Linked DNA regions of Mus musculus: regions 1, 2 and 4 are each linked to region 3. A link is a contact called in public HiChIP or PLAC-seq data. All regions are on one chromosome and are shown on one strand. Each heading gives the region's core, a stretch centred on a gene start, on an enhancer-like site or on the middle of the called end of the contact. The rest is flanking DNA. Distances are from core to core; before and after follow the strand shown. Region 1 has its middle 18 kb from the start of Gm35521. Region 2 has its middle 55 kb from the start of Gm35521. Region 3 holds the start of Tll1 (tolloid-like). Region 4 has its middle 78 kb from the start of Gm35521.

What was found. HiChIP or PLAC-seq counts read pairs in DNA pulled down with a chosen protein or histone mark.
Region 1: an H3K4me3 HiChIP or PLAC-seq map of embryonic limb bud shows a contact between it and region 3, with 2.2 times the contacts expected there. The contact joins the enhancer-like site here to the promoter of Tll1 in region 3. A contact is called at or near these places in 4 of 39 promoter capture datasets (the 3T3-L1 cell line, cranial neural crest, embryonic stem cells and 1 more), 1 of 484 Hi-C or Micro-C datasets (3T3-L1-derived adipocytes), 9 of 115 datasets of contacts at active chromatin or transcription factors (embryonic forebrain, embryonic limb bud, embryonic stem cells and 3 more) and 3 of 9 other capture datasets (adipose tissue, embryonic stem cells and pancreatic islet).
Region 2: a contact with region 3 is called in an H3K27ac HiChIP or PLAC-seq map of embryonic stem cells, with 2.6 times the contacts expected there. The contact joins the enhancer-like site here to the promoter of Tll1 in region 3. A contact is called at or near these places in 3 of 39 promoter capture datasets (the 3T3-L1 cell line, frontonasal cranial neural crest and liver), 5 of 484 Hi-C or Micro-C datasets (embryonic stem cells, nephron progenitors and uterus), 7 of 115 datasets of contacts at active chromatin or transcription factors (all in embryonic stem cells) and 1 of 9 other capture datasets (pancreatic islet).
Region 4: a contact with region 3 is called in an H3K27ac HiChIP or PLAC-seq map of embryonic stem cells, with 8 read pairs. The contact joins the enhancer-like site here to the promoter of Tll1 in region 3. A contact is called at or near these places in 3 of 39 promoter capture datasets (the 3T3-L1 cell line, embryonic stem cells and liver), 7 of 484 Hi-C or Micro-C datasets (brain, cerebellar granule neurons, cerebellum and 2 more), 5 of 115 datasets of contacts at active chromatin or transcription factors (embryonic forebrain and embryonic stem cells) and 2 of 9 other capture datasets (embryonic stem cells and pancreatic islet).

The regions. Positions count from the first base shown.
Region 1 is chr8:64,437,253-64,439,952 of GRCm38.p6, forward strand. No RefSeq gene overlaps it. Among named protein-coding and RNA genes, the nearest start is that of Gm35521, 18 kb to the left of the region's middle. Within about 2 kb of position 1,444, at least 5 of the 459 cell types and tissues checked have an H3K27ac peak or open chromatin away from gene starts, as enhancers often do. A contact at or near this core is called in embryonic limb bud, where this site is marked.
Region 2 is chr8:64,365,037-64,367,736 of GRCm38.p6, forward strand. No RefSeq gene overlaps it. Among named protein-coding and RNA genes, the nearest start is that of Gm35521, 55 kb to the right of the region's middle. Within about 2 kb of position 1,350, at least 7 of the 459 cell types and tissues checked have an H3K27ac peak or open chromatin away from gene starts, as enhancers often do. A contact at or near this core is called in embryonic stem cells, where this site is marked.
Region 3 is chr8:64,204,586-64,207,285 of GRCm38.p6, forward strand. It overlaps Tll1 (tolloid-like), which reads right to left and starts at 1,423. Exons shown (of 21, transcript NM_009390.3): 1 at 630-1,423. The coding sequence starts at 798.
Region 4 is chr8:64,341,433-64,344,132 of GRCm38.p6, forward strand. No RefSeq gene overlaps it. Among named protein-coding and RNA genes, the nearest start is that of Gm35521, 78 kb to the right of the region's middle. Within about 2 kb of position 1,284, at least 4 of the 459 cell types and tissues checked have an H3K27ac peak or open chromatin away from gene starts, as enhancers often do. A contact at or near this core is called in embryonic stem cells, where this site is marked.

The DNA.
Region 1 (2,700 bases), core at 194-2,693, 230 kb after region 3:
GGTAGGGAGCCATCTTTGTCTTTTTAAAGTCAGAGTTAATAACTGTCAGTTTTCCCAGAAACAAAACTGACAACAGAGGTACACTGTGTTCTTTCCTTTGGACTTTCTTTCCTGTCAGATCTGGATCATTACCCTTGATTAATACAGGCTTCTAAATCAATAATCATTCACGACAAGTGTAATTCGTTGTTCATAAAGCATTTCATCATAGGGTTTAACACATGTAAGATTTCAACAACCCTCACATGTGGAGGTAATCGTTTCCTCCAGACCAATGTCCCTTGTCAAGTTCATTTTCCTTGAAAACTTTTTAAACTGGATGCTTGCAAAAGATTTACTTCTCAAAGAGAAAATTAAGAAGCATTAAATGATGCCATCTAACTAAAGAATAACACTGGAATAAGGCTGGAGTGTGTGTATGTGTGTGTGTAAATATGCACAAGACAGAAAGAGAGGTATGGAGAAATAAGAAAATTACAGCTTTACATTACTTTAATGGTATGTGAATGTGAACTTGTAGTGAGATGAATCTGATAGACAAAGGATAGACATAAAAGGACAGAAGAGACTCTGCCCAAAAGGTGAACCAACCAGCTGTGGGAGACCAAATAATTCCCTCCGATCATTGGCAGTTTTCAGATAGATTTAAAAGCAACTGTATCAAAGCATGCTAAATGACTTTGATAACCAAGGACAGATTGCAACATTCCATGAGCAAGCTAGGCTTGCCTGCCCACACTCCTTGGAGACCTTATCACAACAGCACCCAAGTATGTTCCTTATAAACACTTTACCCTCAGCCAGTCACCCCAGGCTGTCATCTCGGAAGGCAAAACTGACTGGCTTCTTTTGCATTCACAACTCACAAGAACACCAAAGCAGCTACTTTAGTAAGGGACTGACTACAGGCCTGAGTGGGTATCCATCCTTTTCTTTTCTATGTCTGTCCCCTCCTGGTCCCTCTGAACAGCAAGCATGCACACATATCAACAATCATCCTACAACCATAAGAACTTATAAGGAACTAGTTATTTGTTATGTTTATTTAAACACTAAAATCAAAAGAAATATGATGCAAAACATCAAATGTGATGTTTATATACATAAATGCTTTTAAAGGATATTAAAATCTTGACCACACCACTACTTTAGCTTTGATTTATAAATAAATAAAAGAAACATAGTTAAATTTCAAAAAAATACCTACAATTAAGTCTATAATTACTGCATGTGTAGCCTTAAATTAAATAAGACTAATGTTGTTCCGTGGGTTAAATAAATGCTAATATTGTACCGTGAATTATGTAATGCTAATTAGTTGTCAAAAGCAATGTTTCTGAATCTTCTCACAGCCTAGTACAATGTGTCTAGCATATATAAAGTGACCAGGGGTGGGGTCTGGAAAACTAGCAAGCTAAAACAAAGCCAGATGTGAGTGCAATGATCCCAGTGTGAGCGGCTGCTGTAGTCCCTTGTGTTTCCCAGCTGCTTCACGTGGGAGGGAACCGGTGCACTTGGGCTGTAGAAACCACCCAATGCAAGGAGATTTCTCATTTGTTGTCCTTGTTCATTTAATCCTAATTCTACAGTCCTTTGGTTACAAACATGCAGCATGCATGCCTACTTTCTTGTTGGGTTCTGTAGATCAAACCGTGGTCCCCAAGTTTGCATTTGCCAAGCTATCTCCCTGGCGCTGGAAGTTTTTGTTTATAAGTGAAAAGTGGATAGGAAATTCCTTTTCCCATTTAATAAAGCCATCGGGGAAACTAGTGAACTGTCAGAAACATTTTCAGAAAAAGTATTTGCAAGGGATTTTTCTAACCACCGGATTGTAGACTTAAAAGGAGCCATTATTGGTAAAGTTCCCTTCATTGACCTCTCTGTCTTACTTGCTCTGTAACACAGAAATGATAATAACTCCAACTGCTTAAGGTTGTTCTGAAGAGTAAAGGTTTAGTCCATACCTGTGTACGCATGCAAGGGCGCAAACGTGTGTTTGTGTGCATGTGCACACGCACTCAAACACACACACCTCAAAATTCGTAATTAGTAACTTTCCTTTAAAGAAATAATCCAGAGTGCCAACATAGTGTGGTATATCTGCAACCAAGTGAAGTATTTCTGTGCAGCTGTCCTATTCATCTTTAGTAGGCTAAGCGACTTCAACACACTGTCACCTGCCTGGGACTCAGATAGCATCTGGCCTTGCTGCTACCTGAGATGGAAACAAACCTTTTATACCACAGACTCATAGACAAAGGACTACAGAGGCGCACGTGGGGACGCTGACAGAGAATCTGAATTCAGTGTGAGTCTTCAGTTGTTACATTTCAGTCCTCTTACCATGAAACTAACAACCGACAGTCACCCCACCGCACCCCACCTTTCCTCCTTTCTCTGTTGCTTCCCCTCTTCCCTTTCAACACATACCTAACCAGGGTGTTTATTTCTAAAGCACACTTTCATACAGGGAGATCGTTTGAGTAGCACTCACAATTTATTTCCCAAGAACAGGCCAGTAAGGCTCTTAACAGTGTAAATTTGTGATGTTATACAATGTATTGTGGCCAAAAACTACAGCCTTCTGCATAAGGCTACCCCACTGTACATTGAATAACTCAGAAACTAAGTTTATTTAGCACATAAATGGCACTCTTTCTACTGGTTGCCATCATTGTCATAACTTTAACAATGAAAATT
Region 2 (2,700 bases), core at 100-2,599, 160 kb after region 3:
TGGTCTACAAAGTGAGTTCCAGGACAGCCAGGGCTATACAGAGAAACACTGTCTCAAAAAACAAAAAACAAAACAAAACCAAAAAAAAAGCTATTATCTAAAAGACAGAAGTAGAAGGCTGGAGACAGGGCTCAGCAGTTAACAGCACTGGCTGCTCTTCCAGAGGACCTAGGCTCCATTCCTAACACCTTGTGTGACTCCAGGTCCTGAAGATAAAACACTCTCTTGGCCATACTCAGTCAAAACACCCATACACGCTAAAAGCCAGAAGAAGGAACGTGCTGGCGGGATTGAGAAGGAAACTGAACCCTTGCCCTCTGCGGCTGCTGATGCAAATGAATATCCCAATTGTGGATAAAATATTGAGATGCCTTTAGAACTTAAAAACAGAACCTCGGTGTGAACAAGCAATCCTGCTCTAGATAACATCTCCAAAAGAGATGAAACGGGGATGGCAAAGGACACCTGCACTTCCAGGGTCAGTGCAGCCATGTTTGCAGTAGCCTTCCCAGGGCTGGATCATGATTTTCCCTTAGAGAAAATTTCCAAAAAGCGTCACGACTTCATTTTTCTTTACAGCTAAATGCTGATGCATCTGTGGATGTACCACATGCTCCGTATTTATTCGGCTGTTGAAAATTTGTTTGTTTGTTGTTTCCTTTTGCTTTTTTAGAGCCAACATGTAAAAGGGAGGCTGCTGGCTCCACTTGTTCCTTGACAGAGGATGTTTTCTTTCCGCCATCACCCAGGTGTCTAAAATTGCTTCTGCAGCACGCGAGGCACCCAATGCTTCCTAATTAACATCTGACTTTTTTTTTTTCAACATTGGGAGGAAGGAAGAAAGAGAGAGGAGGTGAGAAGAGAAAGAGTGAGGGGAAAAAGACAGAGAGGGAGAGGAGGGAAGAGAGGGACTGAAAGATAAACAGAGAGAGAGAAAGAGAGAGAGAGATCGCAGAGAGACCCCAGACAAATAAAAGCAAACGTAACCCTGACATTTTAAACATATTAAACATAACTGGGAGCTTCTTCTCGTGACCCACACAGACAAAGGCGTTTATTTTGAGGGGCATTGTTAAGTGCACAATCTATGCCAACTTATGGTCCTGATAATATTGATGTTTTCACTTCCTGTTTTTCTTGAAACAAATTACTTCACACTTAGTGGATTAAGAAACAAAAACAAAAATAAAAATAAAAAAAAAGCACTTATTGACTGGGGTTAAATTGAGATGACGCTGACACCACTCCTACTGTGTGCTCTGGTGGGAGGGGGGGTTGGGGAGGGGTTTTCTGTCCTCTACCACCTTCCAGTTCTAGGGAGTTGACTCCTGGCTGCATCGCTCCACCCACTGCTTATACTTCCTTGTCAGCATGACCTCTGACCTCTTCTCAGGACCACTGTGATCAACCAGATCCTATGTGGAAGAGCAGGGATAGCCTCCGATTACCATATTCTTCACTCCCTCAAACAAAACGTATGTTCTATGTCCGTAATCATATGAACATGATCGCAGACTCCAGGGGTTAGGGTGCAACTGTCTGTAAAGGAGTCATTTTTCTGTCTGCCGCAACTGATGAGGCGCTGTCCTTCTCAGGAGTTATCTTGAGGTGAAATTTAACCAGATACTTCTATGCCTGAGATTCTTGCCTGGAGAAACAAAGAAAGCCAAGAAGGCATGCTGAGATCTGGCCGAGGTCACTTCGGCCCAAATGACAGTACTTCATCTCACCTGCCATATTCAGAAATCCCTGAACAAGGGCTCTGCTGGAAAACTCTGAAGTTTCAGTTTTGAGGTTAGCTTCAATTCCTAGCCCTCCTAAAACAAGCCATTTACCATTTCAATTGAGAGTAAAGCTAGCCTGACTTTCTACAAATAATAATAATAGCTCTCAAGTTGCCCAGCCAGGTAAATATTTCATCCGCTCCTTCTGTTCTTAAACAAATGTAAATCAATAGGTTCTCTGTACAAACGACACGGTCGTTTGTATAACTAATCACATGGCTGCACCTGACTGTAACAATAGACACGGGGTCACTTTCAAAGCGCTTTGTTCCATTGAGGGTGGGAGCGGTGGTGTTGGCATTCACAGTGGAGCGGTACCCGGTAGGCTCTGAATTATATATTAACAGTTGACTTCAGTTTCGAAAGTCACTGCTAATGTGCTCCTAATTTCAACTTGTCAATAATAGGAGCAGAACTCAAGTTCAGCCCTGGTTGGAATTAGCAGGATTTATATTAACCTCCCCAGAGGAAGTGACAGAAACAGGTAGAATAAATGCTCCTGAAGAAAACGTGACTCATGTGGAAGTTTATAATTAAATTCTGGCCCAAGCATATCAAACACCCTCACTAATGAGAGCTGGAGAGAAGATTAGTTTCCAGAGAGACACACTGTATAACAAACACAGCTGTTACCTAGGTTTACCCCTAAAATATAGTGAATAAAATGGTCTCACATTGATAAGATCTTTCCATCTAACCACTGATTTTCCTTCTTATTAGGAAAAGGAAAGCAACATCCTTGCAAGAGATCAACATTTAGTGAAATATTTACGTGGTTCGTTAACTTAACAAATAATTATGGAGGACTGAATGTGTCCCGCGCAGTGATCTAGATCCTAAAAAGGGAAAACTAAACAAAATTTAAGAGACAACTCATCCTGGAAGAGTTCACACTGAGTGGAAATTCAGGTGGTGC
Region 3 (2,700 bases), core at 173-2,672:
TGAATGGGGTAGCAACTTGGTATAAATATTATTAGATTTAGTTTTAAATGGGAGAAAAATAACTGGGATCTTATCTACAACTGAGTTCTTTTAAGGTTGTCACAACACCCTTCTGGTCTGGAACTCACACTTAAACTCTTGGTAAAACAAGGAGTGTCCAGAGGCAGAGATGCCATCTCCACCCACCTTTTGGAAAACTCTGCCTACTCGGATATGAACAAACTCTGGGAAACCTCGTCCTGGAACAGCGGAGGTCTTGTCCCTTCCTGGTGCATTGAACCCGCTGCGTGCTGGCATTTAAAACCCACAGAAGCCAGCTGTGTTTATGACTTGTTTAATTTCACAGGGGATGGGGGAGGGATCAGAAACTACAGGACGGGACGTTTGCCTTAAGCGATGGGGGACCAGTGCTTGGCATCTGATCCTACTAGCACAGAACTCCAGGGAACTTGGGCCGCCGCGCAGGGTGGAGAGCCGGGAGGAAAAAGGAGAGGGAGAGAGGAGGGGCAACGATGGAGGGGCTGAGCAGGAGAGAAGGAAACAGGTGAGCTCTCATTGCCTCTTGAAGGAGATTCCAACGTCTTGGTCCCCAGCAGCGCACCACAGTCCCAACTTAGACAGGCACTTACCAGCTTTGCACGGGTCCTTGTAATCTATAGGCTCCGTTTTGTCCTCTTCGTTCCCATCAAAAGTGTAATCATAATCGAGGCCAGCGCAGACCCACAGCACCCGGGAGAAAACAATACCCGAGACCACCAACCACAGGAGCATCCTCGGGGAGAGCGCTTGCAAACCCATCCTCCTCCCCTAGAGGAAAAGGAGGGGACCAGACCCGGAGGGCCGCGTGGATATGCGGGGCTCTAGGGACAGTGTTCTTATCCCGACTGGGAAGCTCCTCGGAAAGACCTGAATGTTCAGGTGTCCGGAGACATGCGGATGTCTTCAGGACGCTAGAGAGGGCAAATGTCTCCCTGTCTCCCCCGGATGCTGGGGAACTTGGCCGGGGGCCCGCGGGTGGGCGGAAGGCAGGTGAGGAGCTCGGCGCAGGGCAGCCGCAGCCAACCCGGCTCGGTCTAGGTCGTCCTTCCAGCGGTCGAACTTCCCGCGATCACGACCGGCCGCGGCGAGAGGCGCACGGCGGGCTCAGCTGCCACCGGAGCTCCGGCTCCCGCGCCGCGCCCCCGCCGCTGTCAGGACCCCGCGGCCGAGAGCGAGCTGCAGCCGCCTGCGCCCGCCGCTGCCACCGCCGCTGCTCGGGGAAGATGAATCCGGTCTGCACATCAGCACATCTGAACTGAAAGGGGAGACCGAGGAAGGGGGTGGGGGATAGGCATTTCTACGCCGCCAGACCTTAAAAGCCTGCCGAAGCTAGGGAAGCTCCCGACTGCCCGGAGAGCAAAGGGGTGTGAGGATTTGGAGTGCCTCTTTCCCCCCCTCTAGGCTGTCTTTTTACCCTCTTCCTAACTTGAAAAAAAAAAAAATCTTCGCAGCATCTAACCCAATCACTCGCATCCTGCTTACTTATTCATACAATCAGGGTCAGGATCCGGGCCACAGCCTCCTCTCTGACTTCGTTTGATAGCCTTATACAAACAAACAGACACGAGCGCGCTGACATTTCCATTTCTATTTTACTAAAGATAAAAAACCGAATGCATTCCGCATTTGCGTCCACGAACAGCAATTAATAGATGAGGTACGTGTCAGTGCAGAGCGCCAGACCGGGGGTGGCGCGAGGGATCGTGACAACTTCGCTGCAAATCTCTCTATCTTGCCCCCACCCCACCCCCAGATAAATAGGCGATGTGTGTTTCTTTCCCTTGCTGCTGTTTAACCTTCCTACCTCAAGAGTGGAAGGAAAAGTATCTGACCTTTCTCTGTTTGGGTAAGAAAACAGGCATCTGTGCAAAGGCAGTCTCCTAACCAACAAAGTTTTACTAAGAACTAGAGAAATTAATTTTTTTTAAAAAAAATCGAGTTCCAGATCGCACCAGCAGGAAACGCTAAGCCCTCGCTGATGGGCTGGAGCTAGGGCTCACGTGGGCGCAGGAAGGGAAGTTGGAATACTCGCCTCGCAAATTTTCTGACAGTTCTGGCGCCCATGCCCAGCGCCTCCTAGTACCCTTCGGCTTCACTTGTTTGATTTCCTCCCTAGGACAGGGTGTAAGAGCCGGCAGCTGGATCAGAGAGGTAAACCACTCCTCAGCCTAGCAGACTCAAGACAAACACAGGTTGTGGGAAATTGGGGAAGGGAAAAAAAAATCAGAGGAAATCTCTGCAAAAAAGCCCCTGGTGTGAGCAATTCCGAGGTTTCCCCACATCTGTAAGTAGTTTCCAAAATAGGTGAGACGACTTCCCCCACCCCCAAGCTTCCGGGAGCCCAGAGAGCTGAGAGCTTTCCTTTTCTAACAATATCTTTTACTGTCACTTTAGCAGGGACTGTCTTCTGGTGCCTTTGTATCTTTATTAGAGGAACCCATCTCTATTCCAAGTAGCCATTTAGGCAAAAGTAAGGAGCCAGGGAGCCATGAATATCGGAATCCTCTGTCTGTCTGTCTGTCTGTCTGTCTGTCTGTCTGTCTGTCTTTGCCTATCTGTCTCTCTTAGGATAGGAAAAAACCACCTTTGGCTTGGAGATGCGACTACTCTATACTTGCTGCAGAAAAGCAAGCAGATAATCTGGACAACATACTGTTTTCT
Region 4 (2,700 bases), core at 34-2,533, 140 kb after region 3:
AATGTTAGTGATGACACACAGAACTCAGAGGATCAGCTTGGTATCATGACTGGTAAAGAATCTAGATATTCAGTTTCAACATCCAACAGTGAGCACTTATATACCTGTGCAATGTAGGCAGCTCGCACGTGCCATCTTGTTAATCTTCATGGTAACTCTATAAAGTTGCTTCCATTATTCATGCAACGACACTGCATTCTTCAAAGTAAACTGACCTTCCAAAGTCATGTGTACTTCAAAAGAGAACCAAGGTGACAGAGGAGAGGGAGGGCGCTCCCTGGGTTTACTCTTTGCTTATATTCTGAATTGGGAAAATGAAAGGGGCAAAAAAAACATGCCATTTTCCAACAATTTCCCCCTCCTTCAATTGCAAATGTTTCTCTTCATTAATTCAACAACATTTTCACAGCTGAGAAAGACATTCTGTGAGCTGCCATCCCTAAACAGTGTGGTTTTAGATAAGTAATGAGACCAGTGTGGCAAGTAGTAAGCTATTGTCTCTTGTCTCTAAAGGGTGTTCTAGCACACTCAGCTTTGGCACTCAGCTTTGGCATGTTGTGATGGGGATCCTACAAACTATAGGTCCAGCACAGTAGAGAAACAATATAGTACCAGTGGTGTTGATGATCAGCAATCCCAGTGGTAGAGAGTGCCTGTTACCAGGTGGCAGAAGACAATGACATACAAAGGTAAAACCTCATTGGCCCCATGGAGAACTGGCTACATACTCACCTCTCCCATAGAATGCTCTGGGTACCTGTGTTCTGAAGTGTCAATCAAGGTGCAACTTGCCCACATCAGACTCCTCCCTGCCCTTACAATCTCAAAGTATGGCCACTTCTGACCTACAGCTTATTTTACAGAAGACCAGAGAAATGAGAAAGTGCATGCAGTCTGGATCTATCTATCTATCTATCTATCTATCTATCTATCTATCTATCTATCTATCTATCTATCTATGGTGAGTAGGACTAAAAGTAGGGACTGGAGTGTTCTCAGCCCAATGGCTCCCTGTGTTGTGCCAGAAGGAGCAGTACAAGGATTATAAAAGACTAAGGGGAGGGAAAGAGACATGCTTCTTGAGGCTGGGCTTTCTATTGGCTTCTGTGTCTTGAAGTCCACTCCAGAGTTGCTTTCTCACTCTGCAGGTAGCAATGCCCTCAGGCAGTGACAGGTGGACCCAGTTGGCCATTGTTCCAATAATTACAGAACCAGACTCCAGACATTTCACCTCAGAAGCATCAACCTTGCCTGGGAGGTTAGCTTCTCAGAGATCTGGGTTTAAAGTCAGATCCCAGGGCTCTGCCAGACACTGGGGTGCTAAGTGAGAAGTCTAGGCATTGCCTCTTTGTTTGTAACAGATGCTTCCTGCAGCTGGAACTTCTCTGGTCTCTGAGAGTTCTTTTCTTACCTGGCCATATGCCCAGTTAATAACACTGCATTTTAGTGACTAATTACTCAGGTACCTAGTTGGTAACCAGGGCTGAACAAGAAGATATGAACATGTTTTTACACTGTTTCACACATAAGCTTCATGCCTCTGTAGTATTTGGGTTGTGTTTTTAAAGTAAATTTCCAGATGTAGAGTTTTATCAAGTTAGAGACTTTGCCTGTTTTAAGATTGGTTTTAAATATTTATATTTCATGCTTATTTACAAAAAATGCATGGCAAATAGCTTTTTAAGTTTGTCAACTATTTTCTCCAAGTAGTATGAGGGAATATTTATATCACATTTCTATAACCATTCAGTTATATTCTTCATAAATGCATATATTCTTCATAAATATATACATAAAGTTCTGTTGTGGTTCTGTTTAATTTACTTACAGTATATGAGCAGCACCCTGTGTTTGTGAACTACCATGTTTCCTATGTGGACAAATTGAACTTAGAGACTGGGACTTAGAACTGGAAGTCCTAATGCTGGCTGTCTATAGTCTAGTATGCTTAATATTTAAAGTTCTGCTGAAAATAGGAATAAGATTCTTGGGGATGTTCATTTTGCTTCTAGCTCTTGGACCTCCAGAGACCAACAATTGTCATTCAGACATGGGTCCAAAGATACTATCAACAAAATTAGTCTTATAGGTTAACAGTATAGATTGTTAATAAGTAGTCACTACTTGATTTGGAATGGCAGCTATTTATTTTCTGCTAGTACTAATGAATTCGGGATCTTGATTGGATTACAAATAGAAAAGTCTTTAACAGAGAGAATTCAATCGATCCAAGCTCAAGTCTTCACCGGGTTTCTTGATACATCACTGTTGTGGATAACCCTGAGGCTAATTATATTTGATGTTAATTCTGTTCTCCTGCGAGTGGCTTCGAACAAGGAGTGAGTCAGCACTCTGGTGATTTCCAGTAAACCTGCTTTCCACCTTAATTTGTAAAATAAAGAAGAGCAGATGAATGGGGCAGATAAAAGAGAAGGTGGAGCAGAATGTGGGGGGAGAGAAAGAAAAAATGGAAGAAGGAGAGGATGCAGAGGAAGAGGAAGAGGAAGAAAAGTGGAACAGAAGCACACGGCCTGGAGAAACCACAATTTCTACGGGGTCTCATAGATGTGGAAGATGGTAGTGTAGCGGTAGATCTGCCCAATCTAGGCACACAGCATGTAATCATATTAACTGGGTTGTGTTTTCATTGACTGGGCATATTTGGGTGGAGATTTACAGCAACACATCACTGTACATATA